Regions from separate parts of the Triticum aestivum genome. Here region 2 is linked to region 1. A link is a contact called in public Hi-C data. All regions are on one chromosome and are shown on one strand. The core of a region is the stretch at or near the end of the contact, and the rest is flanking DNA. Distances in the headings are between cores, read along the strand shown.

What was found. Hi-C and Micro-C count contacts between places; a contact is called where the count stands out from the background.
Region 2: a Hi-C map of leaf shows a contact between it and region 1, with 4 times the contacts expected there. The contact joins the promoter of LOC123136701 here to the promoter of LOC123136698 in region 1. A contact is called at or near these places in 2 of 5 Hi-C or Micro-C datasets (both in leaf).

Annotation. Positions count from the first base shown.
Region 1 is chr6B:227,871,471-227,879,258 of IWGSC CS RefSeq v2.1, reverse strand. It overlaps LOC123136698, which reads left to right and starts at 3,510. Exons shown (of 13, transcript XM_044556171.1): 1 at 3,510-3,761; 2 at 4,857-5,020; 3 at 5,119-5,322; 4 at 5,405-5,540; 5 at 5,642-5,905; 6 at 6,037-6,170; 7 at 6,741-6,805; 8 at 7,045-7,218; 9 at 7,290-7,426; 10 at 7,502-7,777. The coding sequence starts at 5,672.
Region 2 is chr6B:228,641,286-228,649,073 of IWGSC CS RefSeq v2.1, reverse strand. LOC123136701 (transcription initiation factor TFIID subunit 12b) reads right to left here and starts at 2,679. Exons shown (of 1, transcript XM_044556174.1): 1 at 1,069-2,679. The coding sequence starts at 2,559. The coding sequence ends at 1,303.

The DNA.
Region 1 (7,788 bases), core at 2,261-4,760:
AAATCTTTTTGGGTTTTCTTTTTGTGCTACAGCTAACTACTCTAGAAAGAAAAAACAAAAATAAGTAGGAAATATTTTTGTATTTTCTCAAGTTTTTCGAACACACAAGAAGAAAGCGAGAAAATAAATCTAGCATGGGTAGCACAATGAAAAAGTGTGAACACCGACAACTGGAATGAAATGTGTGAACATGAATGTAAAGTCGGTAGAAATACGTACTCCCCCAAGCTTAGGCTTTTGGCCTAACTTGGTAATCAGTCAGTAGTCTGGATAGTAGTCGGGGTGGTAGCTCATAGAGGCTCTCGGTGCGGATGCCTCGGCCTGCCGTGCAGCCACAATTTATTATTGCCTCCATGACATATTTCCAACAATAACTATGCGCTTTTCTATCAATTGCCCAACAGTAACTTGTTTACCCATCGTATGCTATGTGCTCGAGAGAGAAGCCTCTAGTGAAAACTATGCCCTTCGGGTCTACTCTACCATATTATTAAAACTAGAAATATCTTGCTGCAATTTATTTAATTTTATTTTGTTTTGAAATTTATTTATCTATCTATCACTATCAGAATTAATCCTTGCAAGTAACGAGTTCAAGGGATTGACAACCCTCTTGCCCGCGTTGGGTGCAAGTATTTGCTTTGTGTGTGTAGGTGTCGTCGAAGGGAATTTACTTGGTTCTCCAATCGGTTCCATAACTTTGGTTCTCACTGAGGGAAATACTTAACTCTACAGTATTGCTTCACACCTCCTCTTCAGGGAAATCCCAACGCAGTTTATAAGTAGCAGACGTCGCTGCACCAGTGACCAAACCCCATGAGCCCTTTATGCATCATAATTATTCTAGCTAAGGTTCGGCCTCCCCCCTCTCTCTCTAGTTCTCCACCATAGTCCTCCCCAAAGGGCTCCTCCTCCCTCCAGTTCTACTCCGGCACGACTTATCTCTAGACGGCGAAGCCCTACTGGATCAGAGGATTCATATGTGTGCAATCCGACAGAGGAACCGTATGTCTGGTTTTAGTTTGAGGGATCATACGTGAGACGTCGAGAACACAATCTTCACCAACAAGTTCTTCTAGTGCAACTCGATACTTGGTAAGACCAGATCTAACCTTGTATGCACGTTCTTCATAGTAATCCTAGGATATGCTAGGTAGGTCGATATTTTTTAGTCGTGTACTACGTTTCCCGACAGGTTACCGCAGTCCACACCGTCCAGTATTTCTAATTACAAGTTTGAGCTCCACTGGGATAATCTAGTGTAGCACAAGCTTGTTGTTTCTAATTGTGCAAATTCTATAGTTATTTTAGTGTTTTGCATAATGCATAGATTTTTTCAAAATAGAAAGAAGTAGATGTATAACCTAAGTTTGCTTTATTATTTAGTACTAGTTGACTGTGTAAATCCGAGTTTCTCTAGTATTGTAACTCTTTCAAATTGTCAAATTAAACTAATCTTTCTCTTTGGACAACTTGCAATTTGTAATATTATGATTTTCCTTTTCAGAAACCACTTCAACTAGCCTAGTACTATGTCTATTAGTACTCAAGTATTTGTTGGAACACATTGTATACCATGTAACAAGCAACTGAAGCAAGAAGATTTTGGTGTTTTTTAAAGAATGAGCCCCTGAACCCAGGATGCATGGCGAATGATCCAATATGTCAGGACCAATGAAGGAATTGAAGAGCTTCATATTCAGTTTATTTTAGCTGCTTGCTGCTTCTAGTGTCTAGATTACAGGAAACATGTTTCTTCAAGTGTCTACACACTCCAGGAACTAAGTTCCTTATAGAAGTAGTCAAACCTGGATACCAATTTATTGGAACCATTATATTTCTTGTAGAAGTAATGCAATGTATTCTCTCTCTTATGCCTACTTGAAATACCGTTGTGGCTCTGTACTTTGCCTTTCATATTGCAAGAATAACACATTGTATGCGCATTCTCTCTCTTAACTGTAGAAAGGATGGAGCTGGAAAGTGTGGTGGACCTTCTAACATTGATATTGTACATGTACAAGCTACGTGGCACTATTGTTTATCATATGGATTATAGATGCACTGACACTGAAGTTTGTAACATATTCTTAAATTTCTTTTATTTTAGTAGTGATACTATGTTATCTAAAAATCTGGTAGCCGTGACCTTGATATTTCCTACAAAACCAGCAAAAATAGAATAAAAAGGTTACTAGAGAAATATTACAATTGGCGATTGAATGCCAAATGGCAGTGATTTTATATCTATGTGTTGGAGCTTGAGGAAAGACTTACATGTAGACTATACGAGTGAAACCATCATTTATTTAGATGAGCCATTACCAGAGCAAATATACTATATTTGTAGCTGAAGTTAACATTGCTAAAATATTTCACTTGGCGGCAACTCCAAGGCAAGAAACATACATATAAGGATATTTTAGAATATGTGAAAATGTTGAAGCTTTAGCGCCGCGCACTAGCTTTCGTGGAGGAGCTGCACCGTTTGGGATGTGCTGGTCAGTTTCTGTTGGTTGAGGGATTGGCCATGAACATTGCATAAGCCGACTGCGAGGAGGTGGTCTATGTCGGGGAAGAGGGCAACGATGGGAAGGAGACCAGTGGCGTGAAAGAGGGTGCTGGAGGGAGGAGGTCGATAGGAGGAGGAGAGGGAGATGCAATGGCAGGGCGGCTAGATGAATACAGTAAGGTGGAGAGCTGGCAGCTCGGCGGTGGCAGGCTTGTGAGAAGGAAACAATGGTGACGTCATAGTTAGCGCTTGGACCGGGTTTGTAAGAAGGGGAATTCACAACTAAGTGTTATGCCACTCGGTGATGGCATTGTCGTCATAAATATATTAAGCTATGTGATTTGGACTCTACGTAAACTTCGGCGACTTCAACAAACTGTACTATGAGAGGCCTTCGATCCGCGGGATTGGTAAAGCACGGGGTTAAAAGAGATTCAAACAATTGTTAAACAAAAAATATGCTCTTAGACATCAACATATCAAACTGAAGTGAGACTGGTTGATGTGTCTACCTTATTAATGGTTGAATAAAATTTTGTACGTCTTAGTGTCACCTCATGATACTATCTGCATTTCATCCTCCAAAAACCATCTATGCAAAATTTATTATTTCGTTTAACTGTATTGCCACCCATAGCAATCGCACGGGGCACATGTATTAGGGTCAGTATTTTTGACAGCTTAAAAAATAAGCCGCCTCCTCCCCGGCTTTTTCCATAAACCACCTCTCTTATTCATTGGGCCTTCTAAATTAGTTATGGCATAACTAATTTAGAAGTCTCAATAAATTTTAAGAGCGACTTATTTTTTAAGCTAGGAACAAGCAACTTATTTTCTAAGAAAAAAACTGGCATAACTGGTATGTAATGGAATGGAAGGCATCGTCTGTTTTTTTAAGAGAAAACACACAAGTGGCCCCGAGAACTCTTATCCGATGGCTCTATAAATAGCTCACCCGGTCTTTTTTATGTTAAAAAACAAAGAACGAGATATTCACACACGTGCACACGGCACAGCCCGACCGACCCAGTGACGCCTCAATCAATTAATACTAATAAACAAAAAAGAAGAAAAGGGGGACTCTGTGACTCGACACCAAAGTCCTCAGATCCATTGTCGATTCGCATGGTTTATCTCGCCGGCAATCCTCACCTATCCTCACCCGGCGCATCCCGGCCATTTTTGTGCCTCCCTCCCCAGCTACCCGCCGCACCATCCCTCTTTCGGCGCACGAATTCACCTCTTTGATGTAAGCATCATGTACTCTCTCTATATATTTTTGCTTACTGTTCCAGTTGCTCACGGAGTATTCGAATTGTCCTTCAGATCTACCTCTGTGACCCGTAAATTGTGTTCCCCCTTCTTCATCCTCTTCTGTCGTAGATCTAACTGGGTCTTTCCTCTCCTAGATCTAACTGCATTCAGTTAATCGACTCGAAGAAATTACCTTTCTTGCGTGTTGCTCTAAGCACAATTCTTCACGTATACCCAATCATAGTCTCTCTCTCTAATCGCAGCAACAACTTCCAGTTTCTAATGGAACACTTCCTGTAAACAATCTTTTAGGTTAGGTAATAACATCGAGGCTTACTTCTTTCTTTCTTTTTTCTTTCTAATATAAATGTCGCATTAGTTCTCTTTGCGTAATTTTCCGGTAGCTAATAGTACCGAGGAGGGCCAGGACGTGAGATTTCTTTCCCATCTTAACCCTCAGTAATAACTACACGCCCAGCAATCCTGGATTGCATGAAGCAATCAACCCTAATATCAACCAAGTTAAACAAGCACGGCATGCATAGCATTAAATGAGCTTGCCATGCATGGCATTTTCTTCTGTAGTCGTTCGCTTGCATGGCATTAAACCAGAGCGGGATGCACCGCATTAAATCTGTGTGGGGCCAAGGGGTAATTTTGTGTATGGGGTGTGAATCTCACCCAGCTTCTTTTTCGACGGAAAAAGGAAAAAAATCCGTTTTAAATACTCCCTCCGTCCGGAAATACTTGTCATCAAAATGAATAAAAGGGGATGTATCTAGACGTATTTTAGTTCTAGATACATTCCTTTTTGTCCATTTTGATGACAAGTATTTTCGGACGAAGGGAGTAATTTGTTTGGGCTTTGGTGCTGTGAACTGCCGCCGAAAATTTCACTTCTTGATCTGTTATACAACGCTGGGGCTTCAATAAACTGGAGCCCAGGTCAATGTTCCCCATCCAAATGCATACCGTTCTGTAATATGATAAAGGAATCTGGGAAAATAACAATTAACAATGTACTTCCTCTGTTGGGAACTATGATCACCTTGTTGCAGTACTGAACATTTACCAATACTTTCTGCTTCAGGTCTCCAAAGAAGACAGTGGTTGATTATACAGGAGGCTTGAATAGGGCGGAGAGACTCGCAGCTAGAAAAGACAAAGCTGTGCCGTTGATCTCGAGGGGGAGTGATGGCAGGAAAAGAGGAAGGGTTAGTAAATTTAAGAAACGAATGGACAAGATGGTAAAATGTGAGCCCTGATTTCAGGCTATTATTATTCGTTTTCTTGCACATATATATAGCTAAGTAGAGTACTGACAGTTGAAGTGTGTCGTGTTCTTTTATTAGTGATGAGGGAAACACAGGCAGCTGAGGCTGCTGCCGCTGCTGAGAAAGCACGACTTTTCAAGTTAGAGCACCCTCATCAAGTTGTTTTGAACACTCATTTCCAAGAGAAAGAGTTTGGTGATATATCACTTCCAGATACCGCGCACTACAAGAAACAAACTCAATGGCTGTCTTCAATTGTTGTCTCTCTTGCTTTGTTTGATGGTGATTCCAGTGCTTTGTATTTATGCATTCTCCACATTTGTATGTATTCGTTGTTGGTTATTTGACTCGTGATCTTGTGCAGGAAGTATGATGTTATTTGCTTGCTCAGGCCTAGCTATACCATCCGGGACAACTAAACTAGAGCTGAGAAGATTTGTGACTTCAAGACGTTTGGTTGAGGAATTCAATAAAAACAGAAATACAGATGATAAATTGAGGTTGGTGCGGCTAAAGTGCTAATCATTATCATTCCATTTTTCTTTGTTTGTTCAAGCTACTTGTAACATTTTGTGCTGATGTACTGCTTTTATCACGTCAGATTGATGTGTGCCTTCCAGATAATACGCATATGGATGGGTTCTTGGGACTATATGATAAAGATATTGCTATTGTCACGTCCTGTGACTTCACGTATTGTGTCCCCACGAATGATGTCTGTCCTGTAAATCTGGACCTTCATGTGCCTCTGCCTTCTGATCGTAAGGTAATTGCAGCTGCTCGTATGTTTGGATCGGGCCGTTTGATGGTCAAATTGGGGCGTCTGACTGGAGACAGTCGTGCAAGATGTGATGGAATCACAGAGGTACACTGTTGATTGCTTTCTTACTTTTTGGCATGATGGAAGACTTGAAACAAATAATTGGATTATGATATATGTGGAATTCTCTTTTGCCATTTTCTCTTGTAATCCCTACCACTTAACTTCCATTCTAGGCTGCACTTGGAGGGCCGCTCGTCAGTCATGATGGGAAGTTTCTTGGGGTCATCCTTTGTGTCGAGGGCACTTCTTCTTTGTTCCTATCACTGATGGCCCTTCGTGAACGCTTGGAGCACTTTCAGTTACTCAGGTGTTTTCTAATACTTCATGAGCTGCATCATTTTGAATTTTGTTTCCTACACTTGTTTGAAACCCCCTCTTCTCTTCCACTTCACCATTGCATTTTTGGATATTAATATGATTGGAGTCCATGAGTAAGACTTTTCACAAAGTGAGCTGTCAATTGGTAGCAGTGTGGTTCTTGCTACCTCTTCCTGGTGTGGATACTTGTGTCGTTACATCTCATGTTGCTAATTTAATCCTCTTCATTCATTGTTGCGGATAGTATTTTTTCTAAATAAGAAGAGAGTTAAAACAATTCGTCTGGACTAAAGTATGGACAATGTAACTCATACCGTGACATCTGGTCTGCTCATTTCTTCCATGTTTTCGGTTGTGTATTTATTTATAAGCTTGATTTCTAAGTCTTTTCTCCTGCCTTGTTTCCTTTTGCACAACTAGGTACAAGTGTCTGTATAACTGTTTTGATGTTGGGCTAGCACACCTGTGTTTATTTATCATAACAAATATAAACCTTTCTTTTTTCTTTTTGGATCATAACCAAATAAAAACTTCTCATACTGTGTTTGCTCTATTGCAGTTCTAAAACCAGAGACTTCCGTAGATATTCCTTGCCTGCAGATGTATCAATCATAATCCCTTCAGGTAAGAATGTTACCTGTTGATCATTACACCCAGAATATTTTGTGGCTGTTAACGTGCATATCATCTGAGAACTGATATTGACCACCTTATTGCATAAGGATTCTGGTTTATAATTAAGAAGCTAGAGTCAGTTGGCTATCCCATGCCACCACCACTTGTGCTTGAATGTAAGTCGCTGCTTTCCATGTTGCTGAACTCTCCTTTGTGCACTTTTCTGTACTACCTTTTTCTTTAAACAGTCAATGGGAAATTGCTCGAGACATTTGAGGAGGAGTTTGGTGAATTACTTGCATGGAAAGGGTATCCTTACGTCGTTTCAAACCCCTGTTCTAGGGAGTATGTTTGGGCGCTACTTCCAAGAGACGTTGTTACAAATATATCCCCAAGTGTTGTCAAACTTGCTTCATTCAATGGTGATTCTTCTAGCTGTATGCTGCTCATCACTTCCTTACCACTAACTAATGATTGAGGCTATGATGTGTAGGAAACATCAGGTCTTTTGCATGCACAGGCTTGCTTATAAAGTGGCCTGGAGCTGAAGGCACAAACACTGTCATTCTCACTTCGGCAAGTTTAGTTAGAAGTCGTTATGATCACTTCAAGATTGATAATAACTTAACGGTTGGCTTTGCTATAACCATTTCCTTCTTTCTTCACGTTGGATGATGGTTTGTTGAACTGATCTTATTATTGCAGATTGACGTGTTTCTCCCACCAAAACAACATGCCAAGGGGACTTTGGTATTCTACCATTTAAATACTAATCTTGCTGTTGTCAGTCTTGAGAAGCGTATCCATGGCATTCGTCCATTTGATATTTGCCGTAAAGGGGATTTATCTAAACCAGTAGTAGCTATAGCGCGTAAAATTGAAGCAGGGTTTTTAATGGCCTCAAAGGGTGAAGTGATTTACGGCCAGACCTGCAGCATTTATGTCGAAAAGCTTATGCTTTCCACTTGTAAAATCAACAAGGTATGTTACTC
Region 2 (7,788 bases), core at 1,430-3,929, 770 kb before region 1:
TCATCGCACTTGAATTCGCAACTCAACCAGAGGAAAAAGCACCGGTGGAAGGTGACCACAGCGTATCCTCGTCTAGCTTTCGTCCCTATTTGAAAGAGACGAGTTAACAGACCATTTCAGATGCGGAGCATCTTACGGTTATCTTCATGTACACCTTCATAGCACCTCAAACCCAAATGAACCTATCGGACTTAAGGCGAACCCACTCTTCTTCGAGATTGACATGAATATCCATTGCACTTGGTTGCTACCTCACCATGGAACATTGTGCATCGTTAGGTACGAGGACGTCCGCCGCCAAGCAGCCAGGAAGCATCCCGGAGGCCAAGGAGAAGGACCCTAAGGCCACAAGGAAGAAGGAGGAGTTCATCAAGATCAAAACAGCAAGTCCTAGGCAACCCCATGCGCACGGCCTCCCCCGACCCCGTGCCTCCCAGAAAGCTACCGGACATGAAGACGCACACCTCGTGCGCACGGCCTCCAGACCCCGTGTGCACGGCCTCCAGACCCCATGCGCACGGGCCCTCGTCGCTGTAGCACCCCGTGCGCACCGGCTTGTACTGTGCCCACGGGACCCCGTGCGCACGGGCCCATCAGGATGGACGGCCGAGAGTGGTTGTTTGGGCCTCCACTTCGTCCCCCTCTCCCACCTACCTATATAATTCGTACCTAGACCATTTGTAAGGGTTAGCAAAGTATATATAAGATATTTAGAGAACTTTGCTCCTTCTGCCCCTCCACTTGGAGATCAAGATCTCTTAGGAGAGGATCCCTTAGTGGATTTCAAAACCTTCTCTTGGAGAAGATTGTCATCAAGACCTCACCTACTTTGGAGTGGAAAAAACTTTACCTAGTGCTTGATTCCTTGGATTGTGCTTGTATTCTTGTGGATCTATGTGTTTGCTATCTAGTGGATGTGTAATTGGGTTTTGTTTAAGTAAATTTTTCTCTTGTGTTCCAAGTGTGAAAAGATCCCTCTTAAGGTTTCACCCTACAACAATTTCGCCGCTGATGAAGAGCCACGCATTACTGGGTGGAACGGCTGGGTTTCTATGGTGTACAAAAATGTCAGATGGCAATGTACACAGTGTATGTCGTCAGGTACGTGGGACCATATACATGTGCTCCATCTACGCACAAACACATACTATGAGTCCATGACTAATGAGAGGTATATCGATCTATCTTTTTCAGCAATTTACCTATAATGGTATAACTATCTATCTCAAATACAATTCACGCTTTTCAAAGTAAATGACATAATTGTACCAAAGCCTACACTGAATTTCTCTGCAGATTCATTCACATCCTCTCCTGTGAGAAACCAGGAGCGGACAGGTGACAATTCTTCTGCAGGTGCAGTAGCACATCCTTGGCTTCCACAACCGATGATTTCCTGTGCTTTGCAAGCCTGCACGCAAAATCAGCCGCTGTGTTAATGAAGTCGTCGGCAATCTCCAGAATCAAATCTTCCACCTCTGGATCAACCTCGCAGAGTGGATCCACCTGCGCCACCAAATCATGTATCTTTCTCTTCCCAAGAAGTTGGCTGCAATTTCCCCCTCCTTGATGCGGCGCATTTGCACCCGCCGCTGTTCCGCCTGAGGAAGGTGTCGCTGGCTGCAATCCTGCCGTGTTTGCGGGCTTCCCTGCAGCAGATGCTGGCATCCTGGGAGATGCTTGCTGTTGTTGCCGTTGCTGCTGGTTCAAATGTTGGGCATTAAGATGGGGAAGCCGCTGCAGCGCCTGCGCAATCTGCTGGCGATTCAATCCTCTCTGCTGAAGTTGTTGTATCAGTTGCATCATTTGTTCTTGCTGGCGTTGATGTGGAGAAACAGCCGAGGCCATTGACGATTGCATCTGATGCGTTGGTAACATTTGCACCACAGGCCCATTTTGTGATGATCCAGGTGGCTGCTGTGGCCTCATTTGTGCATGATATGCAGAACGTTGCTGAGTTTGAGCACCATATGGGGTAGCAATTCCATTAGGCCTCATCTGGTTCATCAGGGAAGCACCCATGGATTGCGCTTGTGCAGTGGGAGTGTTGAATTGCACGCCTTGTACCACGCCCCTCTGCCCTGGCTGCGCCATCATCGTTGGCTGGAACTGGAGCCCGTACTGCGCCGCGGAGGCTGCGTTGCCCTGCCCTTGCAGCATCCTCGGCTGCCCCTGTCCAAACATGGCCGCGCGCAGCCCCGGCTGCTGGCCCAACTGCCCCCCGCCGCCCGGGAAGGCCATCTGCGTGCCATATGTCGTGCCGACTGTCGCGTACCGTGGAGGCTGGCCGACGGTGGGGGCGAGGGAGGCCGGGCCTGAGCGGTGGATCGCACCGAATCCTCCGGCTCCTTCAGCCGCCTGCGTGGGAGAAGGCGCCTGCAACTGCGGCGGGTCCGTGGATCTGCCTCCCGTAGCAGCCGAGCCCGGGTTGACCTGCGCGGAGGAAACGATGGGGGGCAGGGGGATTTGGGGGTTGGCGTTCTGCGGGATGGAAGCAGAGGTGGCGAGCTGGTCGGGCTGCGGCGTTGCGGTGGAGGCTAGGGATGGCGGATCAGCCATGGCGGGCCGGCTGTAGGGTCCCGGCGGCGGCGATCGGAGAGGACGGGGGTGGACCCTGGACGGTCTGCGTAATTGGGACGGGTCGTGTTGCTGTGTTCCTTTTCACCGTCATCACGCAGAGACCGGTAGTCTCATACTCCGTCCAAAAATAAGTTCACTCCGTCCTCGCACTCTTCCTATTTTGCGTCAAATTTTAACCATAAATTTAACTAACAAAAATATTAATGCATGTCATTAAAAATTATATCATTAGATTCGTATCTCGACTACTATTAAATAATTAAATAAAAATTTTCTTACATGCACCTAACAATTAGTCCCACAAATCGCACGAACCAATCATCACCACACAATTAGTCCCACGTGTTTTAATCTAGCAGTCATCATTTATCTGATAGATCTGTGGCGTGGACTTAGCAAATTTCAATGGCTGACCGTACTGTTTCTAAGTAGTTATTAGCCATTGGATTAGAAACAGGATGTCCGTCCGATCTACTGGTTTAGACCCACGCGAGATTTGTTGGACCCGCTAATTGAATGCTTCCTCACTACTCCCGCAACCCACGCTTGGGCTATTATTTCTTTCCATTTGTTTCTTTCTCCCTAGAACGTTGCTTCCTTGTTGCATCCTTCCCTAAATCACGTTAGGTTACCAAATTCAAGCACCAACGTGATGGAAGCATTACTTGTGAGAAGCACTATATCTGATATTTTAGGAAACAGAATCCCGTAGATGATGCTTCCATTATATGCGATAAATCTCCAACATACTCCCTGATTTTTTTTTCTATTCCATAACACACATGGCAATGGAAGAATTTTCTTTTTTTTTAACTGCAATGGAAGCATTTTTTTCATGAGACAAAAAGAATCTATGTAGTTATTGATGCAAACATTTTTTTCTACAAAAGTACTCCCTGATTCTATTCCATAACCCAACATTTGTCAAACTCCCTGGAAGTTATTGATGAAAACGTTTTTTCAACCAATGGACGCATAGTTATGTTTTGTAGTGGAAGCATCTTTCAGTGTGAATGAGACACTGCTTCATACAAAACATAATAGAGCTTCATTGCTTATCATCCGGTGCATCGGTATCGATGTGTCATTTAGTTGCTTCATACATAAATTAATAAAGCTTCATTACTTATCATTCGATGCTTTGGTGCAAAAACATAATTTATACAAAGCTTCGCCATATCTCAATATTTTCCGCAATGGCAGAACAACACATACGTGGTGTATAATTACTTCTGATTGTATAAATATTGCTTCAAAACTATATACTAGATGCTTCGAGAGACTAGATCACATGCGCCGTGGTGATCAGTTATGGGAAGGTTGCCGGCGTTCTGCCTCGTCGAACCAACAGTGGAGGCAACTGTGGTGACGCACATGTGGCTATGGATTACCCGAGTGTCCACAAATCAGTTTTTTCCACTTGTTAGGAAGACTTAAAACAACGTCGTTTAACCAACCAGCTGCATATCGACTCTTGAGCATACCCTCTGGTTCCGTTGCTTCATTGTCGAGTTTCACCTGAGAACATACACAATGTAATATGCTAGCAAATATGAAAAATGGGTTAGAGGGAATAAACGGATACGCTCGCTGTCTGATGAAAATAGTTGTATGGAAACAAGGCATTAGAACTAAGTAAGCTTATTTGTTGAAGGTAGTACACCAATAATGTAGGAAGCATGAAAATACTGGACCTTGACATTAGTAGACAAGAAAGTAAGATTGGTACCATCCTAAGGATGCATCTCTTGTGTCTCCAATATACAAACCGAGCCGATTATCACTTGAAGTATAGAAGCAATTTTATAGACAACAAAACTAAATGTTTACAAGAAGCATCAAAACATAGTAAATCAACATAGTGTTGGTATAAGCATAGAATATTGAGAATGTATAAAAATTTAAGCCTAGTCACAAGATGAGGATGCATTTTTGTGTCCCTAACTTTCAAAATAGAAGAGAGTTTCTGTTTATATATGAAAGCATTTTTTTCTAGTACCCCGAAACAAAATAATTACAATACATAACCTTCGAGGTGAGAAGCTAAAAAATAATTCATTTGGTGCATATATAAGTGTTGGTTGGAAGCATTAAGTTTTTAAAATGAATCTGCCAGCAACTATGGATGCATATTTGTGGAACCTCTTTATACAAGAAACATTCCAAGATTGTTTTTGTCAAGAATTCTCATCTTAAATCGAAGCACCGATTGTTGAATCGAGGGAATAAGCACGATTGCCTGCCTAAATATCTATGCGTGATCAAATGATCTAAATACTTCAACTAAATTTTTTTGGACGATTCATAACCTAATACATGAAAAGAACAATACTAGGCAGAATACCAATGAGTCCTCGGCAGAAAATAAATTAACAACAATATGTGACAAATGAAAATTATCAAATTAGGGGCGATCGAGGCAGTGCAATACCTTTGATTTTAAGATGGGTATGGAAGACATGCCAAAAACCACTGCAGGTTCTCTAGGCGTCGGGTCCTACTCCGCCAGACGATTCATCCCATGGGCAACCTGGCGAACCACCAAAATCAGGGATGAGATGGGGAGGAGCAGGGGACAGATCTGGATGGTTGGGTGGATGTGTTTGCTTCACGACGAGGTGAGTATGAAGCACCTGATGAGTGTCGAGGTCGGAGAGGACGGGGTGGATGACGACGAGCTCGGGGGAGATGCGTGCGACACGAAGAAGGGGATGGGCCGTGAACTGCTTGTGATGCTCGACAACCAGTTGAGAGGGAGGCAAGAGGTGAGCGCCATTGCGCCGAGATCGAGGAAGCCGGGGTGGTGCGCTTGGCGGCGAGGTCGAGGGGGAACCGGATCCTCTAACATTGTGAAGGAAAGTCACGGTGCTATAGTGTTTGCCTAGTGTAAAATAAAGAAGAAAAGTTAGGGACTGTTAGTAGGTAGTTAGTAGGTTGTTTACTGTAGATATAAGTAATTTAAAATTAATTTTATTTCACCATCAATTTGTTTGTACTCCCTCCGTCCGGAAATACTTGTCGCAGAAATACATAAAAATGAATGTATCTAAAACTAAAATTCGTCTAGGTACATCCATTTCTTTGACAAGTATTTCCGGACGGAGGGAGTATGTAATTACGATAAATGTACACAGTATATCATCAATTTGCAAACTAATTTAAATTGTTTTAGCCATAATCATATGGATACAAAGAAGAAAAATTAGGGTATTATAGCTTTTCTAATTTTTTTTCTCAATGTTAGAGGATCCGGTTCCGGTTCCGGTCGAGCGCGGTTTCCTGCGAGGGGAGTGATTATGAGAAAGTTACGCACAAATTGTGCGGGTCGTTAGCTTCCTGGCTGGCGGGGCCCTTTTTCGCATACGAAGGCAAGGGATTAGGCCTATCTATGACCGTCAGATTCTGATAGAATCAACGATAGTTGAGCGGTCTGATGATGGTCTCCTAGCAGACTACAGATAACTAGTGTTTCCCGAAAAATACTCCCTCCGTTTCAAAATAGATGACCCAACTTTGTACTAATTTTATACTGAAGTTAGTATAAAGTTGAGTCATCTATTTTGAAACGGAGGGAGTAGGTAACTACCAGCCCCGCGTCCCTCCCCTACAATCACGCAGTTCTCATCTCAAACCAAGGAAACTAAAATGTAATCAGCTCCCCTTGCCCTTAACCTCGACGCCGCTCACCAACAGCACGACCTCGCACGATCGCCATCGCCATCACGAGCAGCGTGGCATCCGTCTGCGAGATCGTCAGAGCAGGGAGGCGACGCGACGGAAGCCCTAGGACCCTGCCATCGCAGCGTGTCATCCGTCTGCGGGATCGCCAGTGCCAGGAGCCTGTTGGCCCCCGATCCAGTCTCTCCCAAACAATCGCCATTGCCAGCCCACCACCTGCCGCTGCTCCTCTGCTGGCTCGAGTGAACGGAGCCAATCGGTGGAAGGAAAAGATGGGCGGCGGCGGGGGAGGCGACGGTGCGGGCGTCACACAAGGGGTCCCGGGTCATCTCCGCACCACGCGTGCCGATGCCGCCGTGGGCCGCGACCATATCCTCGCCGGCCGCGCATCCTTTGCCGACCTGGCCGTGCTCGACGACCAGATCCTCGCCTGCCGCGCTTCCTTTGCCGGCCTCACCGTGCAGCAATCCGACTGCTCCTCCGCCCGCCTCGGCGGCGACCTACACTGCTACTCCCTCCGTTCGGAATTACTTGTCGCGGAAATGGATGTATCTGGAAAATACGTCTAGATACATCCATTTCTGCGACAAGTAATTCCGAACGGAGGGATTACTTCTTTCGACGAGTCCGAGAGTTGCTCACGTACGTCTGAATACGGATGAGCTTATACTCAAAGATTGACCATGGATGGTCATGCCGATAGGCGACGACGACTGACGAGTAATTGCTCCCTGATCCCCTCCATCTCAGAGTTGCCAACAACCTCAATGTCACCACTCACCAAATGTCATTGCATCATGCAGGTTTGGTCTATGCATATACTGAACCAGCCTGAGAGTTTTATTACTAATCTGTATCTGCTTTTCTTATGGGCAGTGCTACTCTTGAATTTACTGATTTTTGCATGGTGCATGGCTCTTTTGCAGGTGCCTTCATATTTTTTAGAGCAAGAGTTCATGACAGTTTGCAAGCGTATGATGTCTGATGATTGCCTGCATACACGGATGATGTGAAGTAATATTTCCCACTTTCACCTTTTTGTATGGCAATAGTAGGAGAGTATCCTTCTATACAAGTCACTTTTTTTGGCCTAAATATAGTAACCCCAACCCGTGATCTCGGTGTTTTTCATATTACAGTGCGATAATTACAGTAATTCTCATATTACAAGAAGCATGATGTTGCATTATATAATGCATTCTCTGAAATAACAACACATGAACTATTTAATGTAGTGGCTATGTGCTTCACCAAAGAGCAGGCAAAGTATTTGGATACTACTAAATACTCCCTCCGTTCCTAAATATAAGTCTTTGTACAAATTCTACTATAAAGACTACATTCGGATGTATATACACGCTTTTTAAAGTATATGTTCACTCATTTTGCTCCGAACGTAGTTTATAGTAGAATCTCTTCAAACACTTATATTTAGGAACGGAGGGAGTATTACAGGATGGACAGTGCAAATCCATCCCAAATTGTATAGCTTGCTAATATACATAAATAATTAACTTTTTATGTTTTTTA